Linked DNA regions of Mus musculus: regions 2 and 3 are each linked to region 1. Evidence: chromatin contacts called from public HiCAR-type and promoter capture Hi-C data. All regions are on one chromosome and are shown on one strand. The core of a region is the stretch at or near the end of the contact, and the rest is flanking DNA. Distances in the headings are between cores, read along the strand shown. Region 1 holds the start of Mitf (melanogenesis associated transcription factor). Region 2 holds the start of Eogt (EGF domain-specific O-linked N-acetylglucosamine (GlcNAc) transferase). Region 3 holds the start of Tmf1 (TATA element modulatory factor 1).

The links. Promoter capture Hi-C pulls out the DNA fragments that hold promoters and counts their contacts. HiCAR-type assays count read pairs that join an accessible place to other places.
Region 2: a contact with region 1 is called in a HiCAR-type map of astrocytes, with 2.2 times the contacts expected there. The contact joins the promoter of Eogt here to the promoter of Mitf in region 1. A contact is called at or near these places in 1 of 115 datasets of contacts at active chromatin or transcription factors (astrocytes) and 1 of 9 other capture datasets (adipose tissue).
Region 3: a promoter capture Hi-C map of pre-B cells shows a contact between it and region 1, with 2.1 times the contacts expected there. The contact joins the promoter of Tmf1 here to the promoter of Mitf in region 1. A contact is called at or near these places in 2 of 39 promoter capture datasets (the 3T3-L1 cell line and pre-B cells), 1 of 115 datasets of contacts at active chromatin or transcription factors (forebrain) and 1 of 9 other capture datasets (liver).

The regions. Positions count from the first base shown.
Region 1 is chr6:97,805,155-97,808,546 of GRCm38.p6, reverse strand. Mitf (melanogenesis associated transcription factor) reads right to left here and starts at 1,489. Exons shown (of 10, transcript NM_001113198.1): 1 at 1,260-1,489. The coding sequence starts at 1,363.
Region 2 is chr6:97,147,006-97,150,397 of GRCm38.p6, reverse strand. It overlaps Eogt (EGF domain-specific O-linked N-acetylglucosamine (GlcNAc) transferase), which reads left to right and starts at 1,512. Exons shown (of 18, transcript NM_175313.5): 1 at 1,512-1,566; 2 at 2,140-2,521; 3 at 2,947-3,003.
Region 3 is chr6:97,177,649-97,181,040 of GRCm38.p6, reverse strand. It overlaps Tmf1 (TATA element modulatory factor 1), which reads left to right and starts at 1,917. Exons shown (of 17, transcript NM_001081111.2): 1 at 1,917-2,159. The coding sequence starts at 2,018.

The DNA of each region.
Region 1 (3,392 bases), core at 240-2,739:
CCACTTTATAAGACCCAGCCTTTTTGTCTCCCAAACCAAAGATTCCACCCCTCAATTCTGCCTTCCTGGCCCCTGAAAGTGAGTCCCTCTGCCCCTCTACCAGGGGAACCTCACTCATCTAGACCCTAGACAATTGATGCACCAGGTGATGATGTTAGCCTTACTTCATCGCACAACTGAAAGGGTGGAAATAAAGTCACAGATTCCAGTGACTATCCCCCTCTCTGTAAACATGACAAATAAGAAGCACTTCAAGGGTCCAGAGGGACCAAAGAGAGTGATAACCGATTCTGCCAGGCAAGTAGCAATGGAGGGTGGCGTGAGGGATTAGGATACTGCAGAGGTACTGAAGAGTTGGGAGGCACCAGACTAGAGAACATCTTCACTCTAGGCCCAAAGTTCTTGAAGCGCCTGGAGAATTAAATGTGTGTAGGTGCCAAGAGAGCATTCCCAACCACCACAGACCTCTAAGGTAGTTTGTTTGTTTGTTTCTTTCTTTCTTTCTTTCTTTCTTTCTTTCTTTCTTTCTTTCTTTCTCTCTTTCCTTCCTTCCTTCCTTCCTTCCTTCCTTCCTTCCTTCCTTCCTTCTTGCATTTGTAAAGACTTCTATTCCAGACAGCTTGCCCAGCTTGAGAGACACGCCCACCCACAACCTCCTCCCCTCCTTTTATTCACCCCCCCCCCCCACACACACACACACACCTCCTCGGTGCTGTCCTGTGGCAGGTGAAAGGTGAAGCTCAGGTGAACTTCACCTAGAGGCCTCTCTGAGTAGTATCTCCCAGAGGGGCTGGTCTACAAGGGAAGACCTCCAGGCCAGTTCATCGCTGCCCTGGAGCATCAGATCCCCCTCTCCTGAGCCCCTCAGCCTGCTAGGGAGCTTCAGAAAAATTGCTCTTGGTAGCACCAGATCACAGTCCCTGTCCGGTGCTCCTCCTACCCCACCTCGCGCCGGGTACCGCCCCAGCCCCCATCTAGCTCAGCAGCTGGCATCTGCAGCCGAGGGTCCCCACGTCTGGATGAGCCATCCCAAGAGACTCGCGGTGTCCCCAAAATGCCACTGTCAGATACCCTGGGATGCAAGCAAGTCGTCTGTAAGCGGGACCCTAAATGCCAGGGGCCAGGTCGCCCTGTACCCCAAGGCAAGGGCACGGGGTCCTTGTCCTAGAGCTATCCAGACTGACTGTTCTCCTCCCAGGGTAGCAGGCGCGGGGCCCATGGGCCTCCTGCCGCGCCTCCCTCCAGCTGTCACCACTCACCTGCTCTTCAGAGGTTGACTTTTGAGTTCGTAATAGGTTTTGGGTTCTTCGTGAAACTCCTCCCCGACTTCGAAATCCGCCACGATTCCCGATTCGGACTGCATGACTCCCTCTTGCCCGCCTTCCACTGCTTGGGACTTGGACCAGAACCCGGGCACCTGAGAAAGATGGGGGGCCTCGGGTACCCCAAGCCGCGCGCCCCGCGCAGTGCCCCACTCAGCCCGCTAGCCGGCCGCCCGCCCCGGCGCGGTGAGTTTACTCTCACACCAGAGCGGGAGGGGCTGAGCCCGGTGCGCCCTGGGATTTGTGGTTCCGCCTGGGCAGAGCACACCAGCTCTCCAGGATATCAGCTTCCGCAAAAACTACAACTCCCAGAAGGTCAAACCGGGGAGAGACAACGTGGTGTACACGGATAGTGCAAGTCCTGTTTGGATTCCTTGTCAATGTCAGCAGCTCCTCTCCGTGTCTCTCCGGTTTGCTTCAAGGATACAGACCTGGCTGTTTAATATTAATAAGAACAACTCAGCCTGGGCTTCTACTGTCCCTCCTGGTTTAGACATCTGCGAGGACACGCCGAGCGTTCATTTAAAAAATAAAACACTAAGGGGTTTTGAAACTAGAAAGTTTCGGTCAGAGTTAAAACCCATTTTTAAAATAAAAGGACTTTCTATTAGCCCCCGAGCTCTTCTGGACTGCAGCGACACATCATTTTGTCCTCTATTGAAACAGAGTGTTGGAAACTTCACTTTTATAATGAAAGCATTATTGGAGGAGTTGTTCTTGTGCGTTCTTTTTCTGGAACTCAGTATAAGCTCCCACAATACTCTTCATCAGTTGAAAGGCTCCTTTCCTTTTATCCAATTAGTCACCTCTAATCTAAAGCAGCACTTGAAGGATTCAGTTAATTTTAAAAGACATCAAGTTACCAAACAGCTTCACCACCACCACCACCGTCTGCTTTCAATTTCTCAGTTGGCTGGGAGTTCAGATGAGATTGTCCTAACATTGCAAGCCGGTGCAGCTTCAAGGTACTCGGCTAGGTGATGTATTAAATGACCGCACTTTAGCTCATTTGTATGTTCAGACCTGTCTTCTGGTTAGTTCCAGCAGGACTCTTCATGTTGTATAAAACATCAACGAGTGCTTTGAGACATTGGAGTTAAGGGTGGCATTTTAAGATGGCAGAAATTCCTAGTTCTTCTAAGAAATCCTGTGTAATCTTAGACATGTCCATTGGATTCCTAGAAGCCTTAATTTCCTCATCTATGAAAGAAGAGATTAGGAAACCTATTTGAGATGGTGTTGCAAGGTCAAAAGTAAGGAAAGAATTACTTGCAATTTGTATACACTAGGGGCAGGCAAAATGGCTCAGTCGGTAAATTTACTTATTTGCAAACATGACAACCTGCAATTGGTCCTCAGGACACACATGACTGAAGAATGGAACTATTAACTACTGCAATCTGTCTCCTGACAGCTGAATGCAGGTGCAGGTACACATAATACATACATAGAATTTTTTAAAAGCTGCTCAGTGATGATTAATTTTGGCTTTCTTTTGTGTATCTTGGAGGCATTCTTGGCAAGCTTGCATCTCTTCTGTGTATTTTTCACTTTCAGGAGTTGATAAACTAAATGATGATCCTAAAAGGTCTACACTGATGGTTGGGCATCTCCTTGGAGTTACCCACTCCTATATCTTGCCTCACAGTATAGCTTTTTCTTTTTTAATTTTATATCAGAAAGATCATGAATAGGAGTGGTGAGTGAGAACTGGAAAATGTATACATCGTTGAGGTAGCAATAACCAACATTTTGTAGCTGAATATTGTTCTTAAAATACTTCGGGGGTCCTTTCCTATAGCAATAGCATGGCAGGATATCTGAAATCACCCTGAAAAGCTTCAAGATGTTCATGGATATATTAACTGCTAGAAACAATATTCAGAGGTAACAGTATAGAAGAAGGGAAGTAAACCGAGAGAGCAGCATGTGTGTTTAGACTCTGAACTTCATCCAGGTCCTCCATAGTCAGTGCTGGAAAGTGGGAGCAGAAACTGATGGGCTTGGAGCAAGTCCAGAATTTGATGAGGTGTGAACCACAGATGCTAAACACTGTGCCTAACAGCAAGC
Region 2 (3,392 bases), core at 263-2,762, 660 kb after region 1:
ACACACATAGCAGCTAATAACTGTAACTCCGGTTCCAGAGATCTGATGCCCTCTTCTGGCCGTGTGTGCATACACGCACAAAATACCTATACATAAAAATTTTAAAATGCATTTTAAAAACTACTGTAATGTTCTTTTGTTCTTTAATGTGTGTTTGGCACATGTAAATGACATGCTAACACAATACATACTGAACAGGATATATATTAAACAAATTATATACATATTAAACACATACACATATAAAACACAGCTGGTCTGGAACTTGCGACATAGATCAGGCTGGCCTCAAACTTACAGAGATCCATTTGCCTTTGCCTTCCAAGTGCTAGCTAGGATTAAAGAAAGGCCTTCCCTAAAGTGCCCAGCCCATGTGTATGTTGTATGTTACTGGGGATTGAACCTGGGGTCGTGCACATGTTAGGATAGCACTCATCTCCGTGGTCACTAAGTTGTCTGGGTGTCTTGAACTTCCTTTTATTTTTTATTTTTTTTAAATTTTTTCCATGACTCAGCCTGTGGAGTAGCTGGAACAGCAGGCCTGTACCACCAGTTCTGGTTTCAGTTCTCATAGTAGCTTCTTAAAATTTATAAGACATGTAAGCCTTGTGAACTGAATGCATCTGAGCATGTTTATTTTGACACCATTAATATAAGCTGGGTCCTTTTTTTCATTTATTAGTATTGTATAGGAAGGTGTGAGTATCCAGGAGGTCAGAGAACGAGGTCAGGGAGTGGGTTCTCCCCTTTCGTGGTAGGATCCTAGGATTCAACGTGGGTCGTCAGGCTTGCTCCCACAAGCGCTTTGAAAACTCTAAGCCACCTGTCAGCCCTTGAACCCTTTAATCATAATTTAATGGCTGTCTCCCCCATGCTCCAGAAGGCATGCTGGAACTGCAAGGTGTCAAGAATGGAAGAGAATGGGAGATATGCATACACGTAATCATCACCTAAACAAGCAGTTAGAAATCATCATGAAATAGCAAAAACGTAAAAATTAAACAAGAGTAGCCATTGGACTTGGACACTTCATGGACAGGTACAATTCCCTGGAATCTACAGTATTTTCACTACCCACCAGAGAGTGTCCCACTACATCCAGTCTCATTTGAAAATCAGGGCAGCAACTTCTGCTCAGAATGGGAAAGCAATAAAATTACAACCCTGAGTGATATGTAAACAGTCCCGTAGTCTGCCTGCCTACTCTCTGGTGCTGGAGACCTGCCAAGCGCCTGGAGGAGCAGCCAGGGACTTGCACCCCGGTGTCCCACGTCCCGGAGGGGATGTAGGCGGGTGTCCCCAGTGGATCAGGCTGTGGGTCACAGGGTGTCCGTAACCTTGGCTGATGGGTGTCCAAGAGTGCCTTCCAGACTCTGGTCGCTGGGTGTGGTCAAGGCATTCCGGTCCGCCCTTGAGCCCCGGGCCAAGGTGTCGCGGCAGCTCCCGGGCGCCCCCTGGCCCGGCTTGGGCGCCGGAGGTTTCCGGTTCGCGGCTGCCGGCGGTGACGTCTCGTTACTCCCAAGCTGCCGCCACTGCCGCCGCCGCCGCTCCCTAGTCAAGCTGCAGGTGGGCCCCGCGCCTTCCCCGCCTGTTCCTGGCCGGCGCCTGCACCCCCGTGGGCCCGCAGCCTGACTCTGGGACTCTGATCCCAGCCCGCGGCCTTCAGCTGGTTACCAGGAGTTGATCGGTGGCTGTAGGCTAGGGAGATGCCCAGCCAGGCCTGCCCTGTTGCCTCGATCCCCATGCTGGGGCGGAGTGGCTTCTCCAGGCACACCTGGGAGCCGAGCGTCTCCTAAGACAGCTGCTTCCCCAAGCACCCGGGGCAGGGTTGGCTGCTGCCGGGCGCGAGGGGCTGACTCCGCTACACAGGGGAGGGGTTGACGTTCCGCAGACAACCGGAGGATCGCCACAGCAGGATTGCCACTTCGGCGCCTCAGGCAGCCGAGCTCTGTCTGAGCTCTGTCTGCTTGCCTACCTTGGGACTTGATAGTCTTTGAGTCCCAGATGCACTTCATCTGTCCGCTGCTGGCTCTGTTGCCCAGCAATGCCCTAAGCCATTCATGTGGTAGTCCTAGTAACCCCAGCTCTCATGGTTTACGGCGTTCAGATTTTTACCTTTTTTTCCTCTTCTCTTTTTAGGTCCGTGAAAATCCAATCAAGCCACACACGAGTGGAGCGCGATTGACCGTTTTGTGCAAAAAGACGCGGTAGCCTAACCTACTAAAGCTTTCATCCCTGCCAAGTCTTGCCAGAGAACTCAACTCCGGGAAGGCTTTCTGCCAGGCCCTGAAGTTGTACTTTCATGCACCACAGGGAACCATCACCCAGCATATGCAAGTGGGTACATGCCCTCCCTTGCAAAAGCCAACTTTCTGATCTGCTCCTTTAGATTTTCCCCACGGCCAAGGGTTACTTTTTTCCATGAATGGTCAAGTTTTGTTAACCGGCAGAACGCATTGCAGAGCTGTGGATTTGGATACCCGAAATTTAGGACCTAGTGCTCCAAGCCGCGACCTAGAAGGTTAGTCCAAGGGCTGGGTGGCCTGTTGTGATCCTGAGGTTGGCACTGGTCCAGGCAGCCCCGGGAATCAGAGAACAGGATTACTGCAATGAGAACCAGGAACAGGCTTTGGTCCTAGGAATGTTTTCTCTGCTAATTATCCTGTTGGTCTGGATTGAGTGATGTGGTGTGAAGCGGGCTACCTCCTTCCTGCTCACCACTAGTGTCTGCTCCGTGGGTTACTATGTCCAGGGGACCCTGGGCTCTGACTTTGCTTTGAGAGACTTAGTAGTGTTCATTCACTGAGGAGAATCACGCATCTTCATCTCCGGGCTTCTGGCTAGGGATTTGCTGGTCATTTTTCTCTCTACGTTGTTCCTTTATATTAAAATAGTAACTAGTCTCTTGTGGCATGCTCTTAAGGTAACGTACTTTATTTTTCTCAGGTTTTAGGCTAGCCAAAGCATCAGCAGCTTCCGGAGGGGATTCTGAGGACTAAAAAGGTCAGTATTTTCATTATTAAGCAGTTATTGTTTTTTATCAATATGCATTTTTTTTCCAGAGGCAGGGTTTCTCTGTGTATCCCTGGCTGTCCTGGGACTCACAACTGCCTGGCACTCAGTATGTATTTTTTATTAGATATTTTCTTTATTTACATTTCAAGTTTTACCCCCTTTTCTCATTTCCCCTCTAAAAACCTCCCTATCCCATCCTCCCTCCCCCTGCTCACTAACCCACCATGCATTTTTTTAATTTTATAAAATTGCTAGTAATTTACTGTTAGATCAAGGCCCCTTGGGTTTACAAGGGATAGCAACATAGCCTTCAGGGCCTCCAAAGCAAGGAACCCCTTTAATTACTTACTGGGCAAAGGATTTGTTCCCATGATCAT
Region 3 (3,392 bases), core at 668-3,167, 630 kb after region 1:
TGCCATGGATATGAAATTTTTTGTTGTTAAGGAAAAGTCTTATAGCTTAGCTTCTTGCAGTGCAAAACAGATACTCAGGGAGCAGGCAGATAATGTGTTGTACAGAGCTCTTAGAATGAGTTGGCAGATACATGGAAAATTGTGTGAAAATAATTGTCAAAGGAAATTTTAGTTCAGTCATTCTTTGTCACTAGGTGACACCCGTGGAAAAAGGATTAGCACCCTATTAAGAGGTCTAAGGATGGTGCCATTGCCCTTTAAAACAGAATGTACATACTACCAAATGCCAGCTCTGAACCAGAATAGGGCTCTTAAGCCCTTTAGGATGCAACTAACCCTCCCTCCCTCCCTCCCTCCCTCCCTCCCTCCCTCCCTCCCTCCCTCCCTTCCTTAATTAGAATAGAGTCATTGCAGATATAATACAGAGGACCCAATCTGATAAGGTAGGCATCCCTATTAGAAGAGGTGAGAGGGATGTGGGAGGAAGATTAGACAATGGAGTGCTGTACCTGTACCCAGGGAACAAAAGGATTGACTGCAGACTTGAAGCTAGGAGAAGCATGGTGCATTCTCCATGAAGATTTCAGAGGGAGGACAGCTCCAGTGAACAACTTCAGACTTCTGGCTCCAAACCACAAAAGCATTTCTGTCATTTTAAGCCATCCTGTTAGTAGTTCTGGTAGTCCTAGGGAATGTTTTGGGGGATAAAATTACATTTCCCCTTTCCCTTCCGTCCCTCTAAACTTTTTCATAGACCTCTATTGCTCTCTCTCAAATTAAGTCTCTTTTATTAACTGTTAAGTATATAAGTGTGTATACATATGCGTTCTCAAATGCATTAATTAGTACAACCCTCAGTCTGTATGATGATTTCGGGGCTGCTCATTTGGTAGTGTGTAACCTTCCCAGGGGAAGATTTACCCCATTCCTAGCTTCGGCATTCCTTAAGTACCCGTGGTTCTTTGTGTAGGGTAGGAGTCTCTTTTCACAAAGGGCTAATGCTTGAATTAAATTTAGCCTTTAAATGCTGGTAGAAAATTTTTCTTTAGCATTATTAGAACCAAACCAAACAGCTGCTGACTGGACAAGGAAGGCCATCGACTTTAAATTTTCTCCCATGACCAAGTGTGGGAAAGAGAGCATACAAGCTGTATCTTTTAGGCAGTGTGCACAGTATGTACTGATGGGTTAATATTTTATTGCTTGCCAAGTGGCTTAACCCATCCAAACCGCTGTTACAAACTGCCATAAAGTGGCTGGCTCATAGGCTACAGAAACTTGATTTTTACTGTTCTTGTGACTGGGAGGTCCAAGACGAGCACAGCTGATGAGAGCCATCTATTTCTAGTTCATGGCTGGCGTGACCTTGGTATGTTATGCTTGAGAGGGCGTAGGCACCTCTTAATAGGGCATTCATCTCTTTCCCGTGGGTGTCACAGTCATCTCGTGACCCAGAAAGTTCCTTAAAGCCCCACCTCTTAACATAGGAGTGTGCTGATGAACGCCATTCAGATGACAGAATTAGGTTGAGAGGGAGGTGGTTTCATCTGTTAATGTTCCAGGACCTGGGGACCGTGCCCATCAAGTCAGGCATAGACATCCAGGCCAGGCGAGAACTGGCCAACTACTTTTTGAGTACCAAGATTAATAAGTGTGAGGCCTAGCCGCCGGGATTATAGCGAGGCACACGCGGCTCTGGTCGCTCCCGGAGGTCTGGGCCTCGGCGCAGATCGCGTCCCTCAGTTGAGAACGGCCATGAAGCCCAGAGGCGGCTGGTAACTAAGGGCTCCGCTCCGCTCCCGGATGTGGCTTCACGCTACCGCCTCCGTCCTTCCGTCTGGGCGGAACTCGGCTCCCGGATCTGGTGGTTGTGTACGTGGAAGGGCGGCGCATGCGCGGCGGGGCCCGGCTCAGCTGTGCGGAAGGCTCGCAGCGCCGCGCGGCCGCGGGAGGCGGTGGGGCCGGGGCCGCCGCTGAGGCCGCCGGAGCCGGCCGGAGCCGGCGCTGAGGAGGGGCCATGAGCTGGTTCAATGCCTCGCAGTTGTCCAGCTTCGCCAAGCAGGCCCTGTCCCAGGCCCAGAAGTCCATCGACAGGGTCCTGGACATCCAGGAGGAGGAGCCGAGCGCCTGGGCCGAGGCCATCCCGTACGGCGAGCCGGGTAAGCGGGTCCCGGGGTGTCGCGCCTGCCTGCCTGCCTGCTGTCGGACCCCAGTCCCGCACGCCTCGGCCCCGGTGCGGGTCCTGCTGACCTCAGGTGTCAGCTCGAGCTCTGGTCCTGGCCCCAGGCCCCTGACTACAGAGTCAGGAGCACAGCCCCAGATCCCCAATTGCTAGGCGTCTTCCGCCTTGGCGCCCTAGGTCCGAGCCTTGTAAATCCCCAGTCCCGGAGCCCCGCGGGAAGCGTTTAAGGAACACAAAAGACTTTGTTTACAAAAAGTTCACCGTCTCAAAACAACCCGAGTCAGGGATGGTAGACCCCGTGTTCTACAGAGGAGCTAACCGAAACTCAGAATGCATAACTTTCTCCAGGTGAGGCACAGTCTGTACGGGGCAGAGTCCCAAGAGAATTTGTGCTCCAAGAGTTCCCAACTGTAGCCCTTTTTGCAGCACCAGATCTTTCAGATGAACTGAAATTACTCTTTCCAGGATTATTCGGTTGCTTGTGTCTTTACGTCTAAGGGAGTCTGGAGCACTTTTCGTGTGTAGCAACAGACACTGGGGCAAACCTTTGGATGAAAGTTAACTGTGGTTTCTGGTTTTAGATGTACATTGTTGAAAACTCGGGACCTAAGTTGAATCATTGATAACGTAGTTTATGTATGACTGTAGATATATCGTGATCTTATTTCATTCTCTGTGGCACCTTGCTATTGGGAAGCTCGCCTTTTTGTGGTTGGACCCCAGAGCTGGAGTTACTAAACTTAAGATCAGATGTTTCAAATAAAAAGATACTCATTATCCCCCGCCCCGGGCGAAATCTGAGACATGGATAGTGCTGTATAATTTATTTTAGAGGGCAGGTTGTCTGAAATGGAATATGCTTTCTTGAATGCTATTTTCATTGATCATCTGTTGTGTTTTAGATTACAAAACAACATGGGTCTGAAGAATAGGAATAGTTTAAGTGGATGTGTGGTTACTATAATTTTGTACCACATTTTTCAAGAGGCAAAGTTAAACCCTGGTATCCGTGAGGATGCTAATTAGCTACCTCGAAGACCTAATCTTGCCTTAAGCTTTGTTTTCTGGTTTCACACACTGAACAAATAAATGTAAAACTCTGTTCCCAGTTCAGTTTCCCCAACACTCTTCATTCCTCATAGCTGTGGAATCACGTTAAGAGGCAGATTTTATTAAAGGGCTTCTTGAGTTGTTTTTTTTTTTTTTTTCT